Linked DNA regions of Mus musculus: all the other regions are linked to region 5. Evidence: chromatin contacts called from public HiChIP or PLAC-seq data. All regions are on one chromosome and are shown on one strand. The core of a region is the stretch at or near the end of the contact, and the rest is flanking DNA. Distances in the headings are between cores, read along the strand shown.

Region 1 (2,873 bases), core at 214-2,713, 270 kb after region 5:
GAATAACACCATGGTCTGTTATGTCTGAAAGAAGAGCTAGCTGAAGGAAGGAAAGATCAGGGCCCACAAAGGGATAATACAGAAAACAATACCAGACAAATGAATGAGATGTGTCCAAGCAGGAAGCTATAACACTTTAGGTGTATAAGTTCAGGGCACCATGATGGAGGATCAAGATGAAGAGGTAAATAGGTCCAGTCTTAATAGCATACAAGGAATTTGGACTTTACCCTACATGCCACTATAAGAACCACTAAAGGACTATAAGCAAGAAAGCAAGACAATCATGTCTCTTTTTCAAAGAGACTATTCTGATAAATGTAAATTTAACTGGGAAGCAGAAAGAGGATGATGGGAAGGCAGGTAAGAGGGCAGTTGCAGCATCAAGCCAAAAGGGTATCAGCTTATCTAAGGCAACAAAAGCTAGACTAAAGAACAGACTCCATGGTGGTTGGTGAGTCATAATTGGAAATGAAAACCAAGAAGAAAGCAGCAATGCAGGTGAAACCTCAGTTTCTGGTTTAGGGAACCGATGGATGATGGTTTAATCTACCAAGGCAAAGAATACAAATAAAGAACGGGTTTAAAGAAAGAAGTAACTAATTCATGTGGAGCATGCATTAGAGGCACTGATACCTACCAGTAAGATAGATATCCATGTGGAAATATCAAGGATGCAGAAAAAAAGCATGGGTCTATATGACATGGTGCTCTAAAACTAGCTCTCAGTGGTTTACAGTGCTGTTGGGACTAGGCTCTCAATGAGACAACCCAGAGGAAGGGAAAATAAATAAGATCTTGGATCTGATCCTGGGTACCATGAACATTCCTGACACAAGGTTTTTTGGTTGTTGTTTTTTTGTTTGTTTGTTTGTTTGTTTTTGTTTTTTAAAAAAAGGAGACCCATCCAGAGAAAACAAGGAAACCCCCTGTAGATGCATGTAACAGGAGAGCAGTTTTCAGGTTGCTCCTGAGTCTCCCCAGGTCTACCCAGTGCTTCTGACATAAACTCAAGCTTAGGAAGAGCAGCAGTGGGTAGCTTTTTAATGTCAAGTAATGCTCTAGAATGCTGCAACTAGACTACAGCTACGGCTACATTTAGGATACTGAGTCAGATCAATGTCAAATATCAAACTTCTTAGCTAGTATATCACACCAAGGAGATTATCTAAGTGTCCCGAGACATTCAAAGTACAGCAACGGGAGATGTTGATGTGTTGGCTATCCTTGTGTAATGTCTGAGAAGAGAGCTACAAAATCCCTATCTCTGTAAGGGCCCCCACCCAGAGAAAGCCAACAACGTGCAGTTGCCCAGGTTTTGGTGTAAAGGGCTGATTCCTAGCCAGAGGTTGCCAGCTGCAGAGGGCGGGGCTCTATTTTGGGCTGCCTGCTGTCGCTGAGCCTGTCCGAGTCTGGTTTGAGCAGCATGCAGCCCCAGTGACTCACACACCCATGCTAACCGCCTGTGGCTCAGTGGCATGGCCTCAGAAAGCCAACCTCAGGCCAGCTCCCTCCTCACCCTATTACACTGGGATAAATAAATAAAGAGCCCGCCAGCAGCCACACAGCCTGATAGCAACCAGATGGGGAAAGAAAGGCATGGGCAGGGCCAGGGAAAGGAACTCCTCCAACAGAACAGCTGTAAGGGGCTTCACCAGCCTGTGCTCATCCGTAACACAGTTATCCTGCCATGTGTAACAGTCCCCAATTCCTCAGCTTCTCTCCCACACTTAAAGATGCCTCTCAGCACTTTAGCCCCAGCCCCTGTTACGTCAGGCAGAAGCAGGTAGATCTCCAAGAGTTCAAGATCAAGCTGTTCTACATAGCAAATTTCCCCCTTAGTTGGGTCACTAGCAATTGGTGTCCATATGTTCTCTGAAAATGAAAAGTTAGAGGTTCTTTATCTTATTGTATTTTGTTTGTTTGAGACAGGGTCTCTATGTAGTCCTATCTGGCCTGGAACTTGCCATGAAGACCAGGTTGGCCTTGAATTTGCAGAGATCTGCCTGCTTCTTCTACCTCCTGAGTACTAGGGCTAACTAAAGGTGTGCACCTGGCTAAGTCAGAGTTTCTTAAGGGAAGAAGTAAAGCAAAAACATCAAATATGAGGAAGTACCCCTGTCTAATGGTTAAATATCTTCTCTAACTTTAGCATCCTAGAACTCTCTATGCCCTCCTGGCCCTGTACTGTATGTGTCCATGGCCTCTTGCCTAGCAGGATTTCCAATGGGAATAGAAGTAGCCCCAGGCACTGACCGCATGGCCCTCTGACACTGGCCTGGCCTCCTTGCCTGTTCATCCCAACTGTCTCCCTGGTTTGTTTATTTTCTATTCCATGTTGCTTATTTTGATGGCACATCCTTTCAATCCAGTCTTGGATGACCTCCTGACCCTTTTATGTCCTGTTTATAGGACCCCAGGCAAGCATAGTAACTGAAAAGATACTGTAGCTCTACAGTCCCAGTACAAACCTTTCAGTTCTAGCAGCTACATGAGACATTCTGAAGATAGTACAGGCGCCCTAGAGGTCCCAAGAATTCTCATTACCCAAGCTCCCCTCAACAGAGCATACAGACTTCAGCCACTTACTGCTGCAGCTCAGTTTCCTTATCTTCAAAATAGAAATCTGAGACTGGAGGGATAGCTCAGAGAGCAAAAGGCCACCAACCCTGATGGCCTTGATCCTCAGAACACACATGGTAGAAGAAGGCTGATTCCCACAAGTGCTCTGAACTACACTACAAACACACACACACCCCATACAGACACACAGATATACACATACCCCACACAAACAGGCACACACCCCATACAAATAGACACACACACACACCACAGACACACACACACCACACAGACACACACACACACAT
Region 2 (2,894 bases), core at 356-2,855, 460 kb after region 5:
ACTTCCTCCTCCAGGCACAAGAGGCCGCTGAAGGACCCACAGCAACCTGCACTACACAGAAGCAAATTCTTAGCCACCTTCACCTTCATCTCTCTTTCTCTATTCAGATTTGAAGTCCCACTTAGTCGTGACTTCTCATTGGCAGAACTCATCTTGTGCCTGCACCCTTAGATCAGGGAAGCAAGAGCCTCAAAGTTCTGTGGTAGATACTTCATCTCTTATTAAGGCTGAAACAACCAAAATTCCCCAAGTGTAGGTAGGAAGTCTCTAGATGTAGGCAGGAGTTCAGAAGGTGGGGAGACAGGAAAAGGGGACAAAATGACGGCAGCCTTCCCTTGGTTGGTGCTCAAGCTGTTGCTTTGATGAGATGTCCCCAGGTCACCTGTCCTGAAACACTGACTGGACTCATACAACCATTCCTGCTTGGGTCATGTGTGACACCAGAAAGCATTATGCTAATAACAGCTTCCATAAACCATGCTTCATTTGACTTCTAACAACTCTAGGTGTTACCTATACTTAAGGGGGAAAACAGGCCTTGGATGTTCCCAAGTCACACAGCAGCATCCGGTTGCAAGGCCAGGTCTCCCTGCTCTCAGAGTTCTGAGTTTCCCAGTGGGTTCTGCTGATAGGCTGTGTGTGTGTGTGTGTGTGTGTGTGTGTGTGTGTGTGTGTGACATCCCATGCCATTTTTTATCCCTCCCCCAGTGCTGGGAATTGAGGCTAAGTAAGGTCTGGCGGCTGCTGGGCAAGCACTCTACCCCTAAGCTATCCCCATAGCTTTACATTCTTAGTACCTTCTGGCAGCATCTACTAAGAAAACAGTACACTAATGTCTAGGAATTGGCCAGATGGAATAAAACAAGACCCACTTCTGGAAGGTTCCCTTTTCCTGAGATCTGAATCCAGAAATCATTCTGAGGCTAAATAGATCTACTTACGATCAGCTGTGGAAGAGAAACGTTGAGTCTACTAATTTCCTCATACTAGGCTCTTCTACCTCACCCTTTCTAGGTCAAAAATGTTAAAAGTCTTCCAAGTGTTATTCGGCTGTCCAACTGATACGTTTCAATTCTGACTAAAGACTAAGGGGATGACGAACGAAGGAGGACACAATTCTTACCTTGTATAATTTACATTCTACTGGGGGAGATAGATGATCATCAAATAAATGTTAATTTGTGGCTCTGACAGTGTGGAGAAGAAAATGCCACGAGACTCTATAAAAAGCAGGTCTGACCTACTCAGGGGAGCCAGGGCAGCCTCTTTTGAAGACTTAGCACTGGAGCTAAGCTATGAAGAAGGGTTAGGCCCAGAGGAGACTCGGTGAGTCTTGGAGGTGATGGCCTGGGGGAAGTACTCAGGGATCGTGAAGCACTTTTAGAGGCCAGCGACAGGACAGGGGACCCGCACCTAGCTTGCGGACCGCCCCTCTGCCTGTGTTTGAGAGACTGCGTCATAGCTGGAAAGATATAGCCGACTTCAGCCTCCTAAGTCCCACCTGGGAATGACGTCGCCTGGGTGAAAAACTAAAATAAACGGCTCCGCCCTCATCTCCCAGCAGCCCCTGCAGCGCCCCCGCCCCCCCCGCCCCCGCCCCCTCGTGTGACCGGCCGAGCCGGCCCTCTGAGTCTCTAGTAGTTTCCAGGGCGCTGACGCATGCTTGCGCACACAACCCAGCCTGGCGTGTCGTACGCAGTGGCCGCGAGCCGGGCAGCGGGTGCTAGGCGGTTCCCCTGCGGGGGGCAGGGGCGGGACTCCCGGCAGAGGAGGTGCGGTCCCAGCTGGGTCAGGTTGGGGGTTCAGATCGGGTTACTAGACTTAGGGGGTTCGGGTAGGGCTCCCCACTCCTGCCGTGAGATAGCCCTGGGCACCGGCCTGCGGGACCAGATAAAGGCTGCGAAGGAGCCTAGTCACTGGCCGCAGGCGTGGCTCCCCGGCCCGATTCCACCTCGAAGTGTCGCCTGCCTGCCCGGGGTTGCGGCCGCACGGAGCTGCGGTGCCTCTGTCGGCCTGACCCCTTCTCTCCCGCAGCCTGGAGGAGGGACGTCTGACGCTGAGTTGCCATGGCATCCTACTACGAGATTCTAGACGTACCGCGGAGTGCGTCCCCTGATGACATCAAGAAGGCGTAAGTGCCTCGGCTGTGTTACAGAAAGGCTCTGACCCTTGTTCCCCGCCCCCCTGAGTGCCAGGGGCCCTTTAGAGGTCTGGCTGAAGGGAGGAAGGAGACCCTTGGGAAAGTACGAAGACCAAGTCCAGCCAGGGAAGAAGAGCTGACCTTCTTTAGCGTCCTCTATACACCCAGCTCCCCTCTCCTCCAGCTCCTACATGTGGGCTTGCCCAGGTTGCAGTGCTAAAATGCCCAGGCTATGAGACAGGACAGTGTCTCCACTCTCCCTGTGGCTATAGATAGCTCTATCAAAAGAACCCCAAGAAAGGGCTTATGGCAGGGACTTTCCTTTTTACTCATATCCCTGGCACACCACAGGGAGAGAAACCCCTGAATACAGGCTGCAGTCGTGAGGTATTCTGGGATCGGGGCAGTGAAAGGGTGTTGGACTAAGCAAAAAGGGTAGTCGGTGGGCAAAGCCTACATCAGTCTCCTGACCCTCCCTCTGCACTCACTTCCTGCAGGTACCGAAAGAAGGCTCTGCAGTGGCACCCAGACAAGAACCCGGATAATAAAGAATTTGCTGAAAAAAAATTTAAGGAGGTGGCAGAGGCCTATGAAGTACTATCTGACAGTAAGGCTTGGGGTCCTGCAGGGACCGGCATGTCCCCCTGCTTCCATTCATTCTTGGTACTCCTTCCTAAAGCCACGCCTCCATCCCGTCTCCTCCATGATTTTATTTTAGATAGTGTTTAATCGCCTCCATGTTATGTCTGTCTAG
Region 3 (2,887 bases), core at 248-2,747, 380 kb before region 5:
GGGCTTCCTGCGAGAAGGCTCTGTATGCAAACGCAGATTCAGGCTCTGGCTGGGGTGTGTCACTACAGATCCGGTGACACGTGTGTTTAAAATCTGAACGGTTGCGGTCTCAGGCGCCCAAGGGCGGGCGCTGGGCCCTCCCTCCGCGGGCGTCCCCTGAGCACTCGGGAGCACAGCCAGCCCTAGACGGGGCCCCTCTAATAATCACAGATAGGGGCGGTGGGGTGGGGGTGGAGGGCCTCTAAACAAGGTGGTATTTCTTCTAGTTCGATGGGATTTGGCTCTGCCAAGGACGAAGGGGCACGTTTCAAGCCGAGGGAACAGCACGTACAAGATACAAGGCGCCCTGAGCAGCAGAGGCTCGGCTTCTGCCAGGGTTTGGCAGGGGAAGAGGGCGAGATTTGCTACAGGACAGTCGGTAAAGGTAGGCGCCGAAGTGGACTTTTCAATCCTGGGATGTTCTCGAGACTGCAGGGAATGCTGATAGTTACAGTTGGATCACGAACATAATTTAGGACTGGAGAGGTTCATCAGCCGTTAAGAGAAGTCCCTGCTCATGCAGGCCACCTGAATGAGTTCAGGTGCCAGCACTCAAGGCTAACCACTGCCTCCAACTTCTGCTCCAGGCGATGGCGCCCTCTTCTGGCCATTGAAGGCTCCGGCATTCATACACATACACAAAAATAAAATCAATCTATCTACAATTCCACAATTTGATGAGTTTGCATAACTGGGGCTAGCAAAGAATGCCTTTGGGGGGGGGGAACGGGATATTCACAACGTTAGACAAAAGACCCATTGTAGAGGCGGTGAGAAGGCTTGGGGGTAAAGGTGTCTACTGGCCAGCCTGACTACCTGAGTTTGATGCCTCTCCCAAAGAGAGGAAGAAGAGAACTTCTGATCTCCACTCGTAGAACGTGTATCCTCCTCCACACATAAATATAACTTTAAATTTTTTAGGGGCTGGAAAAATGGCTCAGGGGCACATGTCACTCTTAAAAGGACTCTATTTCCGCTCCTAAGGCCCACACCGGCTATTAACTCCAGTTCCAGGGGGATCTGACGCCCTCGTCCGGCCTCAGAGTGCACTACAAATATGTGGAGTACATACATAAACATATATATTTTTACAGGCCATACACATAAAATATTTCAATTAAAAAAAAAACTAAAACCCATTTTACAGAAAGTTAGCGTCATCCCATTTTCCAGAGGAACAAACGGAGGCAGATCGTGTCAGCACTTTGGAATGCGTGGAGGTGGAGCCCCGACGTCCTCGGGCACTCCCCGACTGGGCGCCTGGGGCGGGCCTCAAGTCCCGGGGCTCGGTGGCCCGCAGCGGCGGGTTACGGCTGTCCGCTCTGCCACGCAGCCGCAGAACGCTCGGTCCGGCCAGCACACCGCAGGAAGAGAGGCGACGCCCCCTGGATCTCCGCAGCAACCCGGCCCGCCTCCCAGCCCGCCGGGCCCCAGAAGTGATGAAAGCTGCGGCGGAGTCCCAGGCGCGCCGAAGCCGTTGCCCTTTTAAGGGGAAGCCTTGAAACGGCGCCCGGGTTCCATGTTTGCATCCGCCTCGCGGGGAGGAAACTCCATGTTGTAACAAAGTTTCCTCCGCGCCCCCTCCCTCCCCCTCCCCCCGAGAACCTGGCTCCCCTCCCCTCCGAAGCTCGCGGGGATCCCTCCCTCCCACCCTCCCCTCCCCCCCGCGCCCCGATTCCGGCCCGAGCCGGGGGGGAGGCCGGGCGCCGGGGCCAGAGTCCGGCCGGAGCGGAGCGCGCCGGGCCCCATGGACAGCTCGGCCGTCATTACTCAGATCAGCAAGGAGGAGGCGCGGGGCCCGCTGCGGGGCAAAGGTAGGCGGGCGGCGGGAGGGCAGAACCGGACTAGGGGCCGTCCCCGCGCTGCGGTCGCTGCCGCTGTCCCGGGCGCGCGCCTCGGCCTGGCCCGGCCCGAGCCCCGGCCAGTGCGGCCGAGAGAGTTTGAACTCCGCGAGAGTCTGAGGCGCTGGGCGGGGCCTGGCGCCACCAGTGCGCTCGAGGCTTCTCGTAGTGGGGAAACTGAGGCAGAAGGCGAGCGAGGGGCTGGCGGGCTCCCGGGCGTCACCCCCTCCCCCAGTTTGGCGCCAATGGGACGAGAAGGTGGGGGTGAGGCGGCCACCCGGCCACCCGCTGAGGCTCCGCCCCCTCCAGGCTGAGGTCTGGAAGGGGTGCCGAGGTGACAGCGGGCTGGGGAGGCTTGCAGGGATCTCCCGCCAACTAACTCACAGCCAGGTTCCCACAAACTCGGGCGTCACGCGTGGAGGTGCAGACGACACCTTCGAAGGCAGAGAGCCCCTAGCCTTGCAAGACAGACTTGGGGGCCTTGTATCCAGCTGGGCACGCGACACCCAGGCTGCAACAGGCTAGGCCGGTTGGCCTCGGGCCTGTGCACGCTTGCACCCACCCTGTAAGGGGTGCTGCCCGCCTATGCGGAGCCCCTAAGGCTCGCAAGAGTGGGGCTCACCCCTCCCTCCCCTGTGTGAATTTCAAGATTGGGAAGTCACTCCGGGTTTGTCCACTGTCCAGTTCCTCGCTCTTTGGGGGTTGGGGGGGGGGTGGCCTGGAGGCAGAAAGGATTAGAGAAGAGGCTTGGTGGGGGTAGGTCTGTCAATTTAGACAGGCCGCTGCAAAGAGACGGGGCGGGGTGAAGGAGGTGGGGCCGGTGGGGCTGACAGCCCTGGGACACTGGCCTCTGGGCCCAGGCTCAATGGGGACTTTGGACTCACTGGGTAGACAGAATGGAGGGAGAGTGGGAGTGGACGACAGGGCCCTGAGCCCTGAAGGTCCAGAGCAGGGGATGCTCAGGTAACGTCCACCTGTGGGGTCAGATGATTGAGAACCAACCGTGA
Region 4 (2,700 bases), core at 20-2,519, 440 kb after region 5:
CGTTAACCCGGACTTTGCCTGTAGCCATCCACGGTCCACTAGTTTGTAAAATATTACTTCTCGAAGTGCTGAACCCGAATCAGTTCCATTAGCATCACCTGGGAGCTTGTTAGAAACGCAGAATCTCGGGTCCTACCCCAGACCTCTAGAATTAGAGTCTGTGCTTTAACAAACCTGCTCTTCTAAACTGAACTCTCGGAGGGCTGACAGGGTGTCTTAAATCTTCATGACTAGCAAAGGATCCGGCACATATCAGGTTAAATCTATATGCACGGGAGCAGTAAGGTTAAAACGGATTCAGAAACAGTGGAAAAACCTAGAAAATCTTCAGAGTGATCATGCTGTGGAAAGGGGTTACAAGAAGCCTGTCCTGGTCACTATCTTTTTTGGAGGTACACCCCTTTCCAATATATTCTGCCTGTCTAGGCAAGAGATGTGAAACAAACTGCATAGTTCATAGGCTTAGAAGTCTAATTTTCCACTTCTCCTGCCTTCACAGCCGTAGAAAATACTATTATTTCTGTTTATTGACACACATTGATATACGGCTGTTTCCAAAGTTGTACGAAAGACAACTCATTTAATTTTGAAACAACCCATGAAATAACTCTCATTCTCATCTTACACACGAGGAAAATGAAGGTTAGAAATAACAAGTAGCTGTCCAAAGTCACAACTAGCTCAGTAGAGCTGGGATTGGAACTAGTCAGTTTGGCCTCATAACTCACGACACTTAGCCGTAGGTACTGTCTTACAGCTGGGAAAAGTGAGGATCTGAAAGACTAAATAACTTGCAGGAGGCCACACAGCTAGGAGACTGTTAGGACCAGGTTTAGAAACGGGCACTCTAGTTTAAGGACACAGACACTAGCCAAGGCAGTGGAGTACAGGCTAGACCCCTGAGAGTGTTAAGGGGTCAGACCTCTTGGCATCTAAGGGTCAGCACCCGCCCTTCTCTGGTCCCTCCTCCAAGCTAGATTGTAGAAAGCCACTTTCTAACTCCAGCGCGCGGGAGCTATAAGACCTCCTACCTCTGACATTGGGAGACAGAGGTCCTAGGGGCCTCGGGCAGAGCCCTGCTTTGCTCCCCTTTGGTACTAGTCCCTGCGTCTTGACCCTTACTGAGGGCCAAGTGGGAACCCTCGGCGAGATAGAGAAACCAATACACCCCAGGTCTAGCCGGGCCCCAGCCTCTCACTTCCGGGTCCCCACATCCTCTTGCCGCCTCTTGTTGCTAGGATACAGCGGGCCGTTACTTCGACGCGGACTGATGATGTCATCCGGGCTTCCGGTCCCTGGCCCTTCGCACAGGCCGGAGACCGGTCGGTGTGGAGTTTGTAGTGGCAGACCCTGTGCTCGTTCCCGAGCGACGGAGGGTGGACTCGGCCAGAGGTGGGCTCGAGCCCCGCACCTCCTGCGCCGCCACCCCATGCCTGACGGGTGCGAGAGCTGGACCTGGCCGAAGGTGGGCCGGGGTTGAAAGAAGCGGCCTGGTAAGACGCAGCGTGGCCTGAGGCTTTGGGGTGCCAGAACTCAGCCTTCTTAGCGCTGGAGTCGCCAGGGCCAGTTTTCTTTAGACGTGAATATGGGTTCTTGGAGGTGAGCCTGAGCTCTCCTGGTTGGTACCTCCGTGGCTGTCTAGATTGTTCTTGAACCCGCGACTTGCTGTTTCCATTCCAGCATGACCCGCCGGGACCCCACCGCATCGCCTGGAAGAGCCCACTCTCCCTGGAAGGAAGACCATCCCTGAAGAGGATGACTGAGACGTTATGGGCCACGCACTGTGTGTCTGCTCCCGGGGAACTGTCATCATTGACAATAAGCGTTACCTCTTCGTCCAGAAATTGGGGGAAGGGTGAGTGTTTGGACGTCACTTAGCTAGACCCAGGTCGTTTAGAGACAGTGATAGAGTTGCAAGAGTGTTAGCCTTAGAGTCTACCCCACCTGACCGGTTAGCTGAACGGGTCAAGAAGTGGATTCTAGACTCTGGCCTCCTGGATCTACCTTGTGTGACCTTAAGTCAACTGTGGTTTCTTCTGCTTAAAAGGAGATGATTATAATGTCTCGCTGAGGGACTTGTGGAAACTCAGTGAGATAGTATATTCTTTAAAGCATGTCACCCAGTGCCTGACTCATGAGGACTTGAAATTAATTGAACACATTATGCTCAGACCAAAACCTCAGTGATTTCTGTGCCCCTGCTCTCGGGAAACGCAGATCCTAATGTCTTGAAACTATATGAGAGCTACATCTTGGGAGTGTTTCCACTCTGTGTAAGAGGCACTCCTCCCTAAGGGAATTCCTCTGGGTCCGAGCTATGTGAGAGATGACCATGGTCCTTCACTGTGACCCCTTTGGCCCACAGTGGATTCAGCTATGTGGACCTAGTGGAGGGCTTGCATGATGGACACTTCTACGCCCTGAAGCGGATCCTGTGCCATGAGCAGCAAGACCAGGAAGAAGCCCAACGAGAGGCAGAGATGCATCGCCTCTTCCAGCATCCCAACATCCTTCGCCTCATGGCTTACTCTCTGAAAGAACGAGGTGCTAAGCATGAAGCCTGGCTGCTGCTGCCCTTCTTCAAGGTCAGAGAAGCCTGTACTTACAGAGGGGATTGTAACATTGTGCAACCCCACCAGAGGCTCTGGGCAGGCAAACATAAACATTCTAGGAGCACATGCCCTGGTTTGGCCTTTTGTT
Region 5 (2,700 bases), core at 29-2,528:
GCCCTCCTCTTTGCTCACCAGCGGTGTTTGTCTATCTTGGCACTGTTCTCCGTTTCCACTTCTAAATTCCTCCCCACCCCAAACGACAAGGAACTTTCCCCTCTGGTGTGAAATTTCTGCCACGTGGGCTTAAGGTCCCCTGTTTAAGGTTGATGGGCCCTCTAGATAGCGGTGGCGGGGAAATTGGCTCCTGCTTCGGAATGTCCGCACCACCTGTCCCTCTGCACTCCTGGGGCACGTCGGGGGGCCTCTGCCCCAGGCCAGAGCAGCAGAGGCTGCCGCCCGCTGCCAGCCGCTTGGCTTGATGAATGGAGCTGTCCCTCCTCCCCACGAGGCCTTTGATCTCCCCCCGTGGGGAGGGGGTCAGGGGCATCAAAGACATTTTTGTGGCATTAGAGAATCAGATAAACGCCATCTCACCTGCAGCTGGCTCTCCCACCCCTTCTGCCCTGGCCAAGTTGGGGGAGGAACTTGAGGCTCCAGGAACCCGCGGACAAGTGAGACCTGACCACAGCCAGCGCTGACCCCTCTTCTCTTGGAAGTCAGCAACCTCGGCCCTCCGCCACGTTTATGAGTAGCGAATACTGGAGCGCAGGCCCTGGAGAGGTTCCACTTGCTGTCTTATCTCCCCCACACTGTCCGCCCCCAACATCGGCTGGCTGCGGCTGCAAGGCTAGGGAGCTAGAACCCAGGCCTCGGGCTCGTTCCCTTGCTGGGACAGAGGCTGAAGAAGGGGCAAAAGACGCGGGAGTTGGTAACGCCTCCTAAGTTCGTTGGGCTGGCGATCCAGTTGGACAGCCTTCTACCGAGCATCCTGCGCCCCCGGCCGACTTCCTCCCTGGCCCCCATCTGTATATCCCTACGTACTGTTCCCTCCCCCCAAACTCCCTCATTCCTGGGAAGTTTTCTCTCTTTACAGTCAACAAACCTGTCAAACGTCTCCCAGCCAGTCCCCCTTCCCCAGTTCTTCCTCCCTCCCCCCCTTACCCTTCTCGACTATTCATCCCGCCCCTCCATGCCCCAGGTCCAGGGATGGCAGGGGACAACCCCGCAGAGGCTAGGAGAGGGGCAGGCGGGCGGGACCCGCACCCGTGAGCGCGCGGCCCCGCCCCAGCACCCGCCCTCCGCTGCGCTCTGCGCCCGCCGCCCCGGGGCGCACGGCTCCCTCCCAAGAGTCCCGCCGCCTGACTGTCGCAACTGCCACCCCCGTGGCCCCCCTGTCCCCCTCCCCCGCCCACGCTTCGGCCCCGCTCCCCTCCCACCCCCGCCCCCGGCTCTGATTTCTTCTCTCCAGCGAGCTCCGCAGGAGACACAGGCGCTGGCTGCTGGGTCCGCTCTCCGCCTCCGCCGCGCCCTCCTCGCCCGGGATGGGCCCCCCCGCCGCCACCGCCGCCGGAGCCCTAGTCTCCGGGCCGCCGCCTCGGTCGCCGCGTTTGCCCTGAAGCCCGGTGCCCGCGCGCCCCGGCTCACCCCGCAGCTTCACTCCCCACCCCCAGCCGCCTCCCCGGCCAGACTGCGGTAGAGCTCTCAGGATGCTGCCGCCGGTGCCCTCCCGCCTCGGACTGCTGCTGCTGCTCTTGTGCCCCGCGCACGTCGATGGACTGTGGTGGTGAGTGCTGAGTGGGACTGTCTCCCGCGCAGCTCCAAACACCAGAGGGTGGGGACCCAGAGCCAGTCTTGGGACTTGGCACAGCGATCCTGCTGCCTTCAGGCTCTACCCGCTCCAGGATCCCAGCTATCGGGAGGTTGCACCGGGACCCTCGCAGACAGTTCCTTTCGGGTCTCTGCCCGAGCACTTCTGAAGTGCCACTTTGACGTTCTGTACCCCTGGATACTCTATTGTGTTTTCTTCCCGTATAGTCTTCCTTCCCCCAAAGAAATGTGTCCAATTCGCATCATCAAGGAGTTGGCAGATAGGTAGGGAAGAGCTGTTGGACATCATGAAATCCATAGTGAGAGATTGGGTGAGAACGGGGTGAGGAGGGGTGGGGACGGGCGAGAAGGGCCCTCGAGCTAGATTTGGGGAACAGACAGGAACAAGGTGGAAAGCTCTAAGACAGAGAGAGTCAAACGGCTGCCTCTTGCCCGCGCCTCATTGCCTACCACCTCACCATTGCTGGCCCCTTCAGCATTGGCAGTAGTACAGGAATAGGGAATGCAAATGGGGAAACTGAGTCAGGACTCTGACTTCTCTGCTTTTCCCATAGCGAGTAAGAAAGACAGAGGGGAGATCCCGGAGGCCCTCTCTTCCAGAACTGGGAAGTAAGGAATTTTTTTTTTTTTTTTAATGTGTAGCGGAGGAGGTGTAGGAACTCTTGAGAGCGATCTGATGAAGCCAGTAGGAGCCTGGCCAGCCGAGAGATGGGGTAAATTCTCAGATCCGAACTCTGGGATTTAGCCAGAGCAGACACCTAGACTTCGAGGGTTTCCAAAGCTTTGAGCCTTGAGGGGAAGGACAGAGGAGGGGCAGCGGGGGTGGGGGGCGCCAGGACAACTCAGATCCAAATCTTCAAGACTTTTTTCCTCTTAGTTTTTTAGAGCCACAAACACCCGCCCGGAATAGTTCAGTGTTCAGAGAGGAGGAGGAGGGATTTGGGCAAGAGTGCTGATAGATTAGCCAACCCTAAGAAAGCAAGGACTTCTACATTTGCATATAGCCCCGCCATTGGCTGAATTTCTACCCTCTCAGCCCTCTCACCC

The links. HiChIP or PLAC-seq counts read pairs in DNA pulled down with a chosen protein or histone mark.
Region 1: a contact with region 5 is called in a FOXA1 HiChIP or PLAC-seq map of pancreatic cancer cells. The contact joins the enhancer-like site here to the promoter of Wnt6 in region 5. A contact is called at or near these places in 3 of 39 promoter capture datasets (cranial neural crest, hippocampal neurons and stem cell-derived epiblast-like cells), 1 of 484 Hi-C or Micro-C datasets (cortical neurons) and 3 of 115 datasets of contacts at active chromatin or transcription factors (embryonic forebrain, forebrain and pancreatic cancer cells).
Region 2: a contact with region 5 is called in an H3K4me3 HiChIP or PLAC-seq map of the 230-238 cell line, with 5 times the contacts expected there. The contact joins the promoter of Dnajb2 here to the promoter of Wnt6 in region 5. A contact is called at or near these places in 1 of 39 promoter capture datasets (liver), 1 of 115 datasets of contacts at active chromatin or transcription factors (the 230-238 cell line) and 1 of 9 other capture datasets (adipose tissue).
Region 3: a contact with region 5 is called in an H3K4me3 HiChIP or PLAC-seq map of bone marrow-derived macrophages, with 4 times the contacts expected there. The contact joins the promoter of Ctdsp1 here to the promoter of Wnt6 in region 5. A contact is called at or near these places in 2 of 39 promoter capture datasets (embryonic stem cells and liver), 1 of 484 Hi-C or Micro-C datasets (embryonic stem cells), 3 of 115 datasets of contacts at active chromatin or transcription factors (bone marrow-derived macrophages, embryonic stem cells and microglia) and 1 of 9 other capture datasets (pancreatic islet).
Region 4: a contact with region 5 is called in an H3K4me3 HiChIP or PLAC-seq map of the 230-238 cell line, with 6 times the contacts expected there. The contact joins the promoter of Stk16 here to the promoter of Wnt6 in region 5. A contact is called at or near these places in 2 of 39 promoter capture datasets (the C10 cell line and cranial neural crest), 3 of 115 datasets of contacts at active chromatin or transcription factors (the 230-238 cell line and pancreatic cancer cells) and 2 of 9 other capture datasets (adipose tissue and liver).

The regions. Positions count from the first base shown.
Region 1 is chr1:75,039,133-75,042,005 of GRCm38.p6, forward strand. The region is part of intron 6 of Nhej1 (non-homologous end joining factor 1); the gene reads right to left. Among named protein-coding and RNA genes, the nearest start is that of Nhej1, 85 kb to the right of the region's middle. Within about 2 kb of position 1,464, at least 42 of the 459 cell types and tissues checked have an H3K27ac peak or open chromatin away from gene starts, as enhancers often do. A contact at or near this core is called in pancreatic cancer cells, where this site is marked.
Region 2 is chr1:75,234,818-75,237,711 of GRCm38.p6, forward strand. It overlaps Dnajb2 (DnaJ heat shock protein family (Hsp40) member B2), which reads left to right and starts at 1,606. Exons shown (of 9, transcript NM_001159883.1): 1 at 1,606-1,772; 2 at 2,035-2,131; 3 at 2,638-2,747. The coding sequence starts at 2,067.
Region 3 is chr1:74,390,112-74,392,998 of GRCm38.p6, forward strand. Ctdsp1 (CTD (carboxy-terminal domain, RNA polymerase II, polypeptide A) small phosphatase 1) reads left to right here and starts at 1,498. Exons shown (of 7, transcript NM_153088.2): 1 at 1,498-1,853. The coding sequence starts at 1,787.
Region 4 is chr1:75,209,560-75,212,259 of GRCm38.p6, forward strand. Stk16 (serine/threonine kinase 16) reads left to right here and starts at 1,270. Exons shown (of 8, transcript NM_011494.5): 1 at 1,270-1,493; 2 at 1,681-1,855; 3 at 2,366-2,585. The coding sequence starts at 1,770. It overlaps Glb1l (galactosidase, beta 1-like), which reads right to left and starts at 1,196. Exons shown (of 17, transcript NM_029010.2): 1 at 1,032-1,196.
Region 5 is chr1:74,770,614-74,773,313 of GRCm38.p6, forward strand. Wnt6 (wingless-type MMTV integration site family, member 6) reads left to right here and starts at 1,279. Exons shown (of 4, transcript NM_009526.3): 1 at 1,279-1,609. The coding sequence starts at 1,533.